Regions from separate parts of the Mus musculus genome. Here all the other regions are linked to region 1. The links are chromatin contacts, called in public promoter capture Hi-C maps. All regions are on one chromosome and are shown on one strand. Each heading gives the region's core, a stretch centred on a gene start, on an enhancer-like site or on the middle of the called end of the contact. The rest is flanking DNA. Distances are from core to core; before and after follow the strand shown.

Region 1 (3,540 bases), core at 337-2,836:
ATGCTGCCCCCTGCCCAACTGTGACTGAGCCAACCTTACCTGTCGGGTAGAAGTTTTGATCACCGCACACTTGCCCTTCCTCTGAGAGTCCAGGTCAATGTTGGCACCATCCTCCTCCTGGTCATTGGGGTCAACGTCCAGCAACTAAGAAAGAAAATAGGCTCAGTTCCCTTCCCAAAATCCACTACTGTGTGTGCTCAAACAGTTCCCTAAACCCACAAGGCCACAGGCCTTCCTTCCCTCCTCAGTCTAGCCTTAAGCTTAATAAACATAGATGATGTGTTAGGGGGTTGACAACACCTTTGTTGAGGTGCTGCTTCTGTTTGCAAAGTTCATCTGCCCCAAGAAGGAACAAAAGAAGAAAATGGCAGAAATCTGTGACACTTCTAAGGTCTTTGCAGACTTAAACATTGCTTTTTACACTCTACCCTATGGGCCCCATCCCTAGATGTCTCCAAGCCTCCTGCCTCCTCCTCTTCCCACACACAGACACACACCTCGATGACATTGGAGACAAGGTACGGCAGGGTTTTGTTCACTTTGATTTTCTCACTGTTCTCTTTGATTTTGTCTTTCATGGCTTGGAGTTCATGGGTGACTCGCAATACTTCACTCTTCATGATCTGGGATAAGAGAAAACCAATGTTCAACCCTGATTCAGCCTGCATTCATTACAGCCCTCTAATAGATGAGGTCCAGGTTACCCGGGAGACCCATCCAACCAGATCTCAGGCTTTCTGAAGGCCCAGCCTGTACATGTCCAAACTGCAGAGGTCAGGACAAGAGGCCAGTGGGAAAACCTCCTGACAAAGCGGCTGTGGGACAGGGCTAGGTATTTTCCATGGGTTTGAGTGTGAATTCATCCCTCTCTGAGCCTCGGGTTCCTCATCTGTAAAATGGAGATCTGAGAACTCCGCTGCCTGCACCGGAGCCAGGAGCCCACCTTGATCTCGCTGTCTAACAGCCGTGTGCGCTGGACAATCTCTTCCGTGGACATCTTGAGCACCTCCTCCCCAATGCCATCTTGCTGTTCAAATAAGAGAAGAAGTACTTATTTACTGTAACTCAGAGCTGCCATCCCACGGTCCCACAGCCCCCTCAGCGCCTGCTTCCTTAACCCAACAGCAGGATGAAGTCGGGACAACCCAAGAAGCTCTGCAACCAGTCCAGACCGGACCTGGCCTTCCAGCCACCTCCTTTCCCGGCCTCCAAGAACGTCTAACCTTATAGCCCAAACTTTGGGACGCCCCTCAGGTCTCCCAACACTCACCTCAGCTTCATCCCACACGGTCGCCATCTTCTCCTGCCGAGTCACTGGACTCTCGGGCGTCGGCAGCAGATTCATTTCCTGCATGAAGAGGCCGAAACTGGGAGTGCGCACGAGCCCCTGAGGGAGCCCAGCGCAGCCTTTCTCAACGTCTTCTCTCCACCCGTGGAGAACTTCACCCGCGATTCCTGACGCGACAGAACGGGTTCTGTCCGCGTCTCCGAGCGAATCTGCCGCTGGGACTCCACGAACCAAACCGAGGCTACAGGGCCCGCCCCGTGGCTCGCCGGTTGCTCCGGTTTGTGCGGGAGCGAGGGCTGGGCTGCTATTGGCCGGCGTACAGGCGGGGCGGGGCTTGCTGCACAACCGGAAGAGGCGGGAGGCAGGAGAAAGCCGCGGAGTCTTTCGGGAAATGCAGTTTTTAGCCTGGCGGATAACTGAAAAGGAGTTTGCACAGGTGCCGGTGCAATCTAAGAACCCAGGTAAACTTGGAATTCACGGATTTGCAAAATGTCCAGTGTGGTGGCGCATGCCTTTAGTCCCAGAACTCTGGAGGCAGAGGTAGGCGGATCTCTGAGTTTAAGGTTAGCCTGGTCTAGAGTGAGTCCAGGAGAGCTAAGGCTACACAAAGAAACTCTTGTCTCAAAAACCAAAAACAAAAGGGAGGGAGGAAGAGGGGGGGGGGAGAGGGAGAGAGAGAGAGAGAGAGAGAGAGAGAGAGAGAGAGAGAGAGAGAGAGAGAGAGAGAGAGAGAGAGAGAGAGAGAGAGAGAGAGAGAGAGAGAAAGAAAGAGAAAGAAAGAAAGAGAAAGGTTGAAAAGAAACTGCTAGGTTTGATGGCACATGCCTGTCATCACAGACACTGAGCCACTGCAAAGATGAAGCAGAAGGATTGCTGCATATTAAGGCCACCCTGTGCTACATAGTGTATTTCTAGCTATTCTGGTCACACTGTGAGTCTTAAACAAAAATAGCCTAACAAAACCCAGATAAACCATTGCTTCTACTAATATTAATGCAGATCTAACTGTCCACATAGGGAAGTTATTTTTGTTACAATGTACTGTATATATGTTTCTACTCTTGTTTAAAGTATTATATCTACACAACTCATGTGCTGTAAAGTTCTAGTCCTTTAAAAAATTTTATTTATTTATTTTGATTTTTCGAGACAGGGTTTCTCTGTGTAGCCCTGGCTGTCCTGGAACTCACTCTATAGACGAGGCTGGCTTGAATTCAGAAATTCACCTGCCTCTGCCTCTGCCTCTGCCTCTCAAGTTCTGAAATTAAAGGCCACCACTGACTGGCAGATTTATTTATTATTATAAATAAGTACACTGTAGCGATCTTCAAATGAACCAGAAGAGGGTGTCAGATCTCATTATGGGTGGTTGTGAGTCACCATGTGGTTGCTTGGGACTTTCAGAAGAGCAGTCTTACCTACTGAGCCATCTCTGCAGCCCAAGTTCTAGTCCCTGAAAGCTGCTATTACAAACTGTTTAGGATAATCTGAAAGGCAAGTTAGTAATTAGTTACCCATAAATAATGACATTTATGGTCATGTTAGATACTAGTTTAGTTAATTACAGAAATAAGCTTTATTTAGTCTAAAGATGTTTTCAAAGTTACACAGGTTGTAAATAGCTATAAACAAGCAATGCTTGCCTATTCAACATAGTCTATGTCGATAGATGGTCTTCAAACACTTCAGAGATCTATAGAATATGGCATTTAAGATGTCTTAATAACAAGGCTTTTTTTGTGAAATTGAGATGCATCAGCTCCTGGCATTACCTAAATATTATTTCAAAAAGATAATGGGCATTGAAGACCCTCCATATGGAGTTTGATTCATATGTGGCAAAGCTAGCCACCTGGCAAAAGACTGTCCTTGCTTCAATTGCTGACAACATGCTGTCTAAACCATGGACAGTGGGACACAGAGGAAGTCAACTGCCAAATGTTTCCAAGACAAGGTAGGCCAGTCCTTCATAATTCCCACTTCACAAAAAAGTGTGTCAGATCCAGGACAGCCAGGGCTATACAGAAAACCCTGTCTCAAAAAACAAACAAACAAACAAACAAAAAAGTGTGTCAGACATTGTGGCCTGTAGGCTGAAGATAGATACCCCACCACTGCAGAGGAACCTTGGGTGAAAACAAGGCAGCCAGCAGCCAGCAGCCAGCGGTCTCTGTCATTGCTGTAGTCTTGGAAGCTGCTTGCTCAGCACTTCCTGTTTTCTCGGGTCTCTGATGGGATTGAAGACTACATAG
Region 2 (3,540 bases), core at 667-3,166, 420 kb before region 1:
CCGCTAGGCCCCCTGGTGAGAGGAGGCAAGGGAAGAGTGTCAGCCATTCACCCTAGGTAGCTCTGCGTCCTGGAAACAAGAGCAGACTCTTACAAGACGTTGCTTCTGAGGCTAGGACCTTGTTGTAACTCTGACACACATCGTCTCTGTGAGCTTGGCACTGAGCTTCCCAGAGTGGGAAGGGAAGTCAAGCAGTTGACCGGGGTCACGCACTTCATCCACACAGAGCTGGGGATGGCCTTGAACTCTGGACGCCCTGGTGCTGTGTGTGGATGGAAATCAGTGCCTTTCATAAGTAGGCAGGTGCTGTCCTACTGAGTTGCAACTCCAGCCCTGGATGCTGCTGACTTCTTAGTCACTTAACCTGCTTGTAGGATAAGCCTGAGGCCACCAGATTAGCTATTGCTTTTTGTATGTGGAGATGGGGGTCTCGTGTATCTCAGCCCGGCTTTAAACTGAATGACCTTGAACTTTTCTGATCCTTTTGCTTCTACCTCTTCAGATGACAGGCAGGCATCATCATGTCTGGTTTATGCAGTGCTTGGGGAATCAAGCTTAGAGCTTTGTGTTCATGCTAAGCAAGCACTCTACCAATTGAGCAGCATTTTCAACTCCTCAGTTGGTTCCTATCTGAGAGTTTCACCCAAGATTTCACTGGAAGAGGCCTTCTGCTTTGTGCACTTTGGAAACACTGGCCCGGCCCCCCCTTTCCGCTGTGTTTTTTTGCACATGGCATTCCAGGCTCTCCACTCAGGGCCTTGTTTTCCTACCTGGGCTCTCTAGCCCAGTAGACACCACCTCCTCTACATTGCTGCCATTAAGGTTGGCACGGAGGATGCGGTCCAGGGTGACATCCGACCAGAAGACCAGCTCCCGCCGGTGATGAAAGTCGAGGGCAATGGCGTTCTCCAGGTTGTTCAGTAGCAGCGTGTACTCGGAGCGGTGCGGGAGCACCTGCCGGATGTCGATACGATTGGCAAACAGTAGCACAGGTTCTGGCCCTGGACACAGCATAGAAATAGGACCCACTGGGCCTCAGAGCCACAGATACCCATCAGCATGCACCCTCAGGGCCTCAGCTCATAGCTGGGGCCCTTTGCCCACTAGAGCATGTCCCAAGCTGCTGAAATTTGGACTAGAACACTAGAATCCTTTCTAACCCCAAACCCAATCGCCTTTCACTTGGCGCCCAGATTGCAATTTGCAAAAAAATCAGTCTACATCTTAGCAAATCCCTCAGCTCTAACACCTGGCTTTTGTCTGTTCCGCCCACCCAGGCAAGTGCCAACCCTCCTTACCCAGAGCTTTGCAGCTGCGCCGATCGGGCCGTAGCTCATACCCTGCTTCACACCAGCACTGGAAAGCCCCTTCAGTGTTTGTGCAGCCCTGGCTGCAGTACCCCTCCTCAGCACATTCGTTTACATCTGTGGATACCAGGCAGGGTGAGGAAGCCTGCCTACAACCATCTTCCCACACACTCCTAAGCCACCCCATTGTCTCCCTGGTCACAGCTCCATATCCCCATCCACTGCCACAGCCAGGAGGGAAACTGTGTAACCAGTGGTTCGGGCTTTGAGGTCATGGAGTCTCAGATTTCAAACTCCAACTCGGCTGCTTACTATCTGTGTGGCTTTGGGTAAATTACCTATACTCTCTGCACTTCTGTTTCCCTATCTGCAAAATGAGAGAAATGATCCCTACTTCCCAGGGTCAGTGTAACGATGAGTCAAGGTCACACCCATCTGATATGTCACCCAGCTTCCCTCCCCTCCTTCCCCCCACCCCCAACAGGCCCCAGCTCACCCTGGCACGTTCTCCCATCCTCTGTGAGCCGGTAGCCTGTGTGGCAGGTACACTGCACTGCCCCTCGCACCATCTGACACTTCTGGGCACAGCCACCGTTGTTAACATTGCAGTTCTCCTCACCCGTCCGGGGCCCTGTGACAGCCAAGCCAGAGTTGGGAGCCGAGCCCAGAATCCACCCCCGTCCAGCCAACTTGGCATTCCACCTGGACCACGAAGAACAGCTCCCAAAAACTGTGAGAGTCCCAAGGGAGGCCTCCCTTTGAACCCTAGGGGTGGGGCTCAGCCACAAACCACGGGCAGGGCCCACCCGCTAGAGACACTCACGACAGTTCTGCTGTGGACTTTCGTCACTGCTGTCACCGCAGTCGTTGATCCCGTTGCACAGCTTCCTCTGCCCAATACAGCGCCCGTTCCAACACAGGAACTGGTCAGAGGCGCACTGGGGGCTTCCTAGAAAGAGAGGGAGGAGGGGGAGAGTCAGGTCACAGGAGGGCAGGGCTTGAGTCCACAAGGGACAGGAGCCTGTCATTTTCTAGGGTAAAGTGGAGCCAGCTGAGCGTCAAGGTGGGAGGGATGGGGTCCGAGGCAGGAAACAGCTCAGACAAGGCTGGTTGAGTGTCTGAGTTTGTTTTCTCCCTGGGATTCCACGATGGATGAGTGATGGGAACAGAGTCGGAGTGTAGTCTTGTAGTCAGAACCAGGTTTAGCAGGGACTGGTGGGGTGGGCGGGGAGCAGACGCAGAGACTGCCAGTCCTTCCTGCAGAGTGGAAGTAGACACTGGGCTACTGGCTGGACAACAGCCCTTCCTCCCAAGGCCAGATTGGAAGTGAGAATTTGAGCAGCTGCAAAGACTCACAGCCTTGACTCTGTGTTCAAGAACTGTACACAGTTCCTCAGCGCATCTGGATTGTGCATGTGCATGTGTGTGTACGTATGTGATATGTTGTGTGGATGTGTGGTACACGCATGTGACTATGAATATGGGTATGTGTGCCCATACCTGTGTGTGCAGAGGCCAAGGACAATATCTGATAACTTTATCGTTCATTCTCTGTCTTATTGCCTTGAGACAAGGTTTCTCATTGAATCAGGAGCTGGCCATTTGGTGAGGCTGGTTGGTTAATGAGCTTCAGGGGTCTGACTTTCTCTTCCCCCCCCAGCGGTGGTGTTACAGGCACTCACAGCCATACCTAGCTTTTTAACTTGGGTGCTAGGGATTTGAACTTGGGTCCTTGTGCTTGCATAGCAAGTGCTATCTCCCCTGCTCCAACAGCTGGATCTGACCCTACTCACTGGGAAGGGCAGGGCAAGTCCAGGCCATTGAAAGCAATGGCAATGTTCCCTTTGCTTCTCTGCCTCCCACTCCCAACATTAGGGCAGGGCGGGGATACCGCTGGGGACTCCACCTGTGTTCTCACAGTTTTCTTCATCGCTGTTGTCCGCACAGTCATCCTCCCCATCACAGCGCCAGGACAGACGGACGCAACGGCCTGACCGACAGCGAAACTGTTCGGCTGTGCACATGGAGGTGGCTGGACAGAGCAAAGACCTAATTAATGGAAGAAAGGCTGGTCCTCCCACCCCAGCCTGAAACTCTCTGCCTCCCAAAGTACACAGGCTACTCTTCTTGATGGTGGTGTTGCAGAAGGTATCTCTTTATGAACCAGGTGACCTTTCCTCAGAGTCCCTTACTTCCGCCTACTATTTTAACTGCCATGGTGTGTCTACAAGTC
Region 3 (3,540 bases), core at 337-2,836, 380 kb after region 1:
CGTTGAATTAAATATTAATGCCCCAACCTTCTTGAAGTTATCGAAAATACAGTACAGTTTGCAAACGTGCAAGGAATTGTTTGTGAATTTCTTTCTGGGATCGGTCAGTATTCTCTGGAGGTTGAAGATTGATCATTCAGAGCCAGTTTGGGGCTACATAGTGAGACTTTGTAAATGAATGAGTAAATAAATTAAACTACAACTTCAGGCTTACAGCTGAACATGTTCGTTGGCAACTCCATCAGAATCACAACATTGCGAAGTTCCATAATTCTGCCCCAGCAATTGCATTTCCCTTGACCATTTATTGCCTTAATGACTATTTCGTGATTGTCACTGCCCACACCTCTCTTCAGATGCACCAGAAGAGGGCGCTAGATTTCATTACGGATGGTTGTGAGCCACCATGTGGTTGCTGGGATTTGAACTCAGGACCTTGGGAAGAGCAGTCGGTGCTCTTAACCGCTGAGCCATGTCTCCAGCCCTCACCCCCACTCATTCTTAGCTTACTCTGAAGTCGGCCGAGTGGGCATAGTGGCACACTGACAGCAGCTTTTGGAAGCAAGTAGATCAGGAGTTCAAGATTATCCTCCAATTTATGTCAAGATCAAGGCCAGCCTGAGGCTGCCTAAAACCCTGGCTCAAATCAAACAAAAAGCAGCTTTTAATCCCAGCACTCAGGAGGCAGAGGTAGGTGGGTTTCTGTGAGTTAAAGGCCAGCCTGCATTACAGAGTGAGTTCCAGGACAACCAGGGCAACAGAAACTGTCTTGACGTCCCCATTCCTCACAAAAGAAGACAACTTGCCCTGCAACCATATTTTCCTACCAGCAATTATAGCCTTATGCTTCTGTTTCTGTACATTGAACTGTGTCTGAACTTATAGAGAGACACCCTCCCTACCTTGACCTTCGGTCTATTCCTCATTTTAGCATCTTTAATTTTTCCATTTTTACTAAATTACTCCTCTAAATCTCACTAAGATAAAGTCTCCCCTAGAGCCCTGCTAACCCCTGTCCTTCTGTACTTGGCAAAAAGGGAGTTATGTCTGCACTCAGTGGATGCATCTCAGTGGATCAAGATGAAGCCTAAGGTCCTGGTCCCTTGCTTCCATCTAGGTCCATCCTGGTCAATTTCAGTTCAGTTTTCTCTGCCTAATCCTGCTTTCTTCACTCCCCTAGCAATGCTGTTCTGTGAGCACACTGTGTGCTCCTTCCTGTGTGTAAATCTCTGCTTCAGAGACTTTTTTTTTGAGAGGGAAGCTCACACACACACACACACACACACACACACACACACACAATTTAAAAAATATTTTTTTAAAAGATTACCTGTTGTGCGGCTTGGTGGCACACATCTTGAACCCCAGCACACAGGAGGCAAATGCAGGTAGATCTCTGAATTTAAGGCCAGCCTGGTCTAGGTGAATGAGATATGTTTTGGGGAACTTGTTGTTAGTGTCATTTCCCCCACATATTCAAAATCTCTATCAAGGCAGAAAGAATGCAAGATGAACGGGAAGGTGTGCTGTAACGACACTGCCTCCTGGACACAGCATGGTGGCTGCTCTCGTGAGATCATAACTGTGGTTACCTACACAAAAGACAGGGCCTGTCAACATTCCGTGGTGGGGGTTGGACTTTGAGGCCCCATCGCTCCCCGAGGAGCCGTAGGTAAAGTCAGTGGCTGCTGTGAGGGAGGAGTAATTTTCTCCAGTGGTGTATTTGCTGGTTAGTTGCCGGTGCTCCTATAAATAAGACTCCCTCCCATGCTCATTCAAGCAACTCTAATTAAACCCAGTGGGTCACAGATAGAAAAGACATGAAAGTGGAAGAGGAACTAGTTGGGAAGAAGGGCAAAGGAGGGTGATGGGGGGTCCATGATGAAGCTGGGAATAGTGGCCCACACCTGTCATCCTGGGTGCTTGGAGGGTGGAGGCATTCTAGGCTAGTCTCAGCAACATAGTAAGTGTGAGGCCTGCCTAGGTTACATCAAACCCTGTCTCACAGACGTAGGCAGAAGATTTTATTAGAGTGTGTGTTTGCTTTTTTATTAATGTTATTATTCATTTTACAAATGATGGACATCATATGACATTTTCATACATGTACTTTAGCCTACTTTGTTCACATTCACCTGTTAGCAAATCTTGTCCTCCCTTTCCCTCTTACTGTTCCCCTTCCTCTTCCCAAATAATAGTCCTCCCCTCCCCTTTTATGTCATGTATACATATATTTAAATCTAGATTTTGCATTTTTGTGCCTTCCTTTATTAATAATAATGATGATCCCCAACGTAACCATTTTCATTCAAACGATATGATTTTCTTCTTGTTTATGGCTGAATAGAACTTGAGATGTGATGTTTTCCAAGCTTCAAGCTGTCTTTGACCTTTGGTTCATGTTACAGTAAATTCAAGGTGAATTGCAGTAAGTTAACAGTAACACTTTACATTGCCCGAACTTAGTGACTTTTTTTGGGTGGTAATTCGATGGAAATTATTGAATTATTCAGTGGAATAATTTCTTTCAGTGGAAATTAGTGTTATTTTTCAGTGAGCACTTTCAATGTAATTACTTTATTTCGGGGGTTCCAGGAATGTGGTTTCCTGTCATTTGGCCAGTGACTTTCAAAAGTGATAATAGCAATGACTTGAGATCTAGCCACAGTGCAAAGGGCTTATTATTTTTTTCTATTTCTCTAGATTTTTAAATATTGGTTTTTATCTTCATGCTGTTCTATTAATCATAGTAAGTAGCTTTCCAGTTCCTGGAAGCATATTGGTTTGTCCCACACTTATTTTTTCAGTCTTGATTGCATGTTGGGCACTGGGTTATAATGATCCCCCAAAATAGGCTAAGCAGCCAGATACCTTGTCTTTCTTGTGTTTCGAGACAGGGTTTCTCTGTGTAGCCCTGGCTGTTCTGTAACTCCCTCAGTAGACCAGGCTGGCCTCGAACTCAGAAATCCACCTGCCTGCTGCCTCCCGAGTGCTGGATTAAAGGTGTTTCTCCACCACCCAACTAAAATATCTTTAAACACTACAAAAATTTCAAGTTTTCTGCTTTTGAGTTTCTCTCAGTTTAGTGGGGGTTGCAAAGGGGAAGTAGAGATAATGGTAAGGTATGGTAATTATTATACAAGATAGTTACAGTAAAGATATGGCTGAAATATCACAGGACAACCAGGCAAGCAGTGTCTGAGATGCCTGTGTCATGGTCTAAAGATGTTTCCTTTCTTCCTGAATAGTTTGCATTAATGTTAACTGTCTTTCCTTACAGCTCAGTGCTGAAAGACCTGAATACATTCTTTGTTTTCTTGTTTCTTTATTTGCCAAGGTCTCAGTATGCAGCCCGAGCTTCCCTGAAACTCACTCTGTAGAGCAGTCTGGCCTCGAACTCAGAGCTTTACCTGTCTGTGCTTCCCAAGGATCAGGATTAAAGGCGTGAGCCACCATGCCCTGCTATAGATTCCCATTGTAGGTTTTACATATGAATATGAAATGGCTCTGCAGGTAAAATGCCTACTATGTAGGCCTGAT

Evidence for each region. Promoter capture Hi-C pulls out the DNA fragments that hold promoters and counts their contacts.
Region 2: a contact with region 1 is called in a promoter capture Hi-C map of the HPC-7 cell line. The contact joins the enhancer-like site here to the promoter of Psmc3 in region 1. A contact is called at or near these places in 7 of 39 promoter capture datasets (the HPC-7 cell line, cranial neural crest, embryonic stem cells and 3 more), 1 of 15 datasets of contacts at CTCF or cohesin (large pre-B cells), 4 of 484 Hi-C or Micro-C datasets (the 63-12 cell line, the Ba/F3 cell line, liver and 1 more), 5 of 115 datasets of contacts at active chromatin or transcription factors (bone marrow-derived macrophages, embryonic stem cells, large pre-B cells and 1 more) and 4 of 9 other capture datasets (adipose tissue, embryonic stem cells, liver and 1 more).
Region 3: a promoter capture Hi-C map of pre-B cells shows a contact between it and region 1. The contact joins the promoter of Nup160 here to the promoter of Psmc3 in region 1. A contact is called at or near these places in 5 of 39 promoter capture datasets (the HPC-7 cell line, cranial neural crest, fetal liver and 2 more), 2 of 484 Hi-C or Micro-C datasets (embryonic stem cells and pre-B cells) and 1 of 9 other capture datasets (embryonic stem cells).

The regions. Positions count from the first base shown.
Region 1 is chr2:91,052,062-91,055,601 of GRCm38.p6, reverse strand. Psmc3 (proteasome (prosome, macropain) 26S subunit, ATPase 3) reads right to left here and starts at 1,586. Exons shown (of 12, transcript NM_008948.2): 1 at 1,271-1,586; 2 at 944-1,027; 3 at 498-623; 4 at 40-144. The coding sequence starts at 1,354. It also overlaps Gm13778.
Region 2 is chr2:91,474,982-91,478,521 of GRCm38.p6, reverse strand. It overlaps Lrp4 (low density lipoprotein receptor-related protein 4), which reads right to left. Exons shown (of 38, transcript NM_172668.3): 8 at 3,214-3,339; 9 at 2,131-2,256; 10 at 1,804-1,938; 11 at 1,299-1,424; 12 at 771-1,001; 13 at 1-12. Among named protein-coding and RNA genes, the nearest start is that of Lrp4, 19 kb to the right of the region's middle. Within about 2 kb of position 1,916, at least 98 of the 459 cell types and tissues checked have an H3K27ac peak or open chromatin away from gene starts, as enhancers often do. A contact at or near this core is called in the 63-12 cell line, the Ba/F3 cell line, the HPC-7 cell line and 4 more, where this site is marked.
Region 3 is chr2:90,675,261-90,678,800 of GRCm38.p6, reverse strand. It overlaps Nup160 (nucleoporin 160), which reads right to left and starts at 1,586. Exons shown (of 37, transcript NM_021512.2): 1 at 1,331-1,586.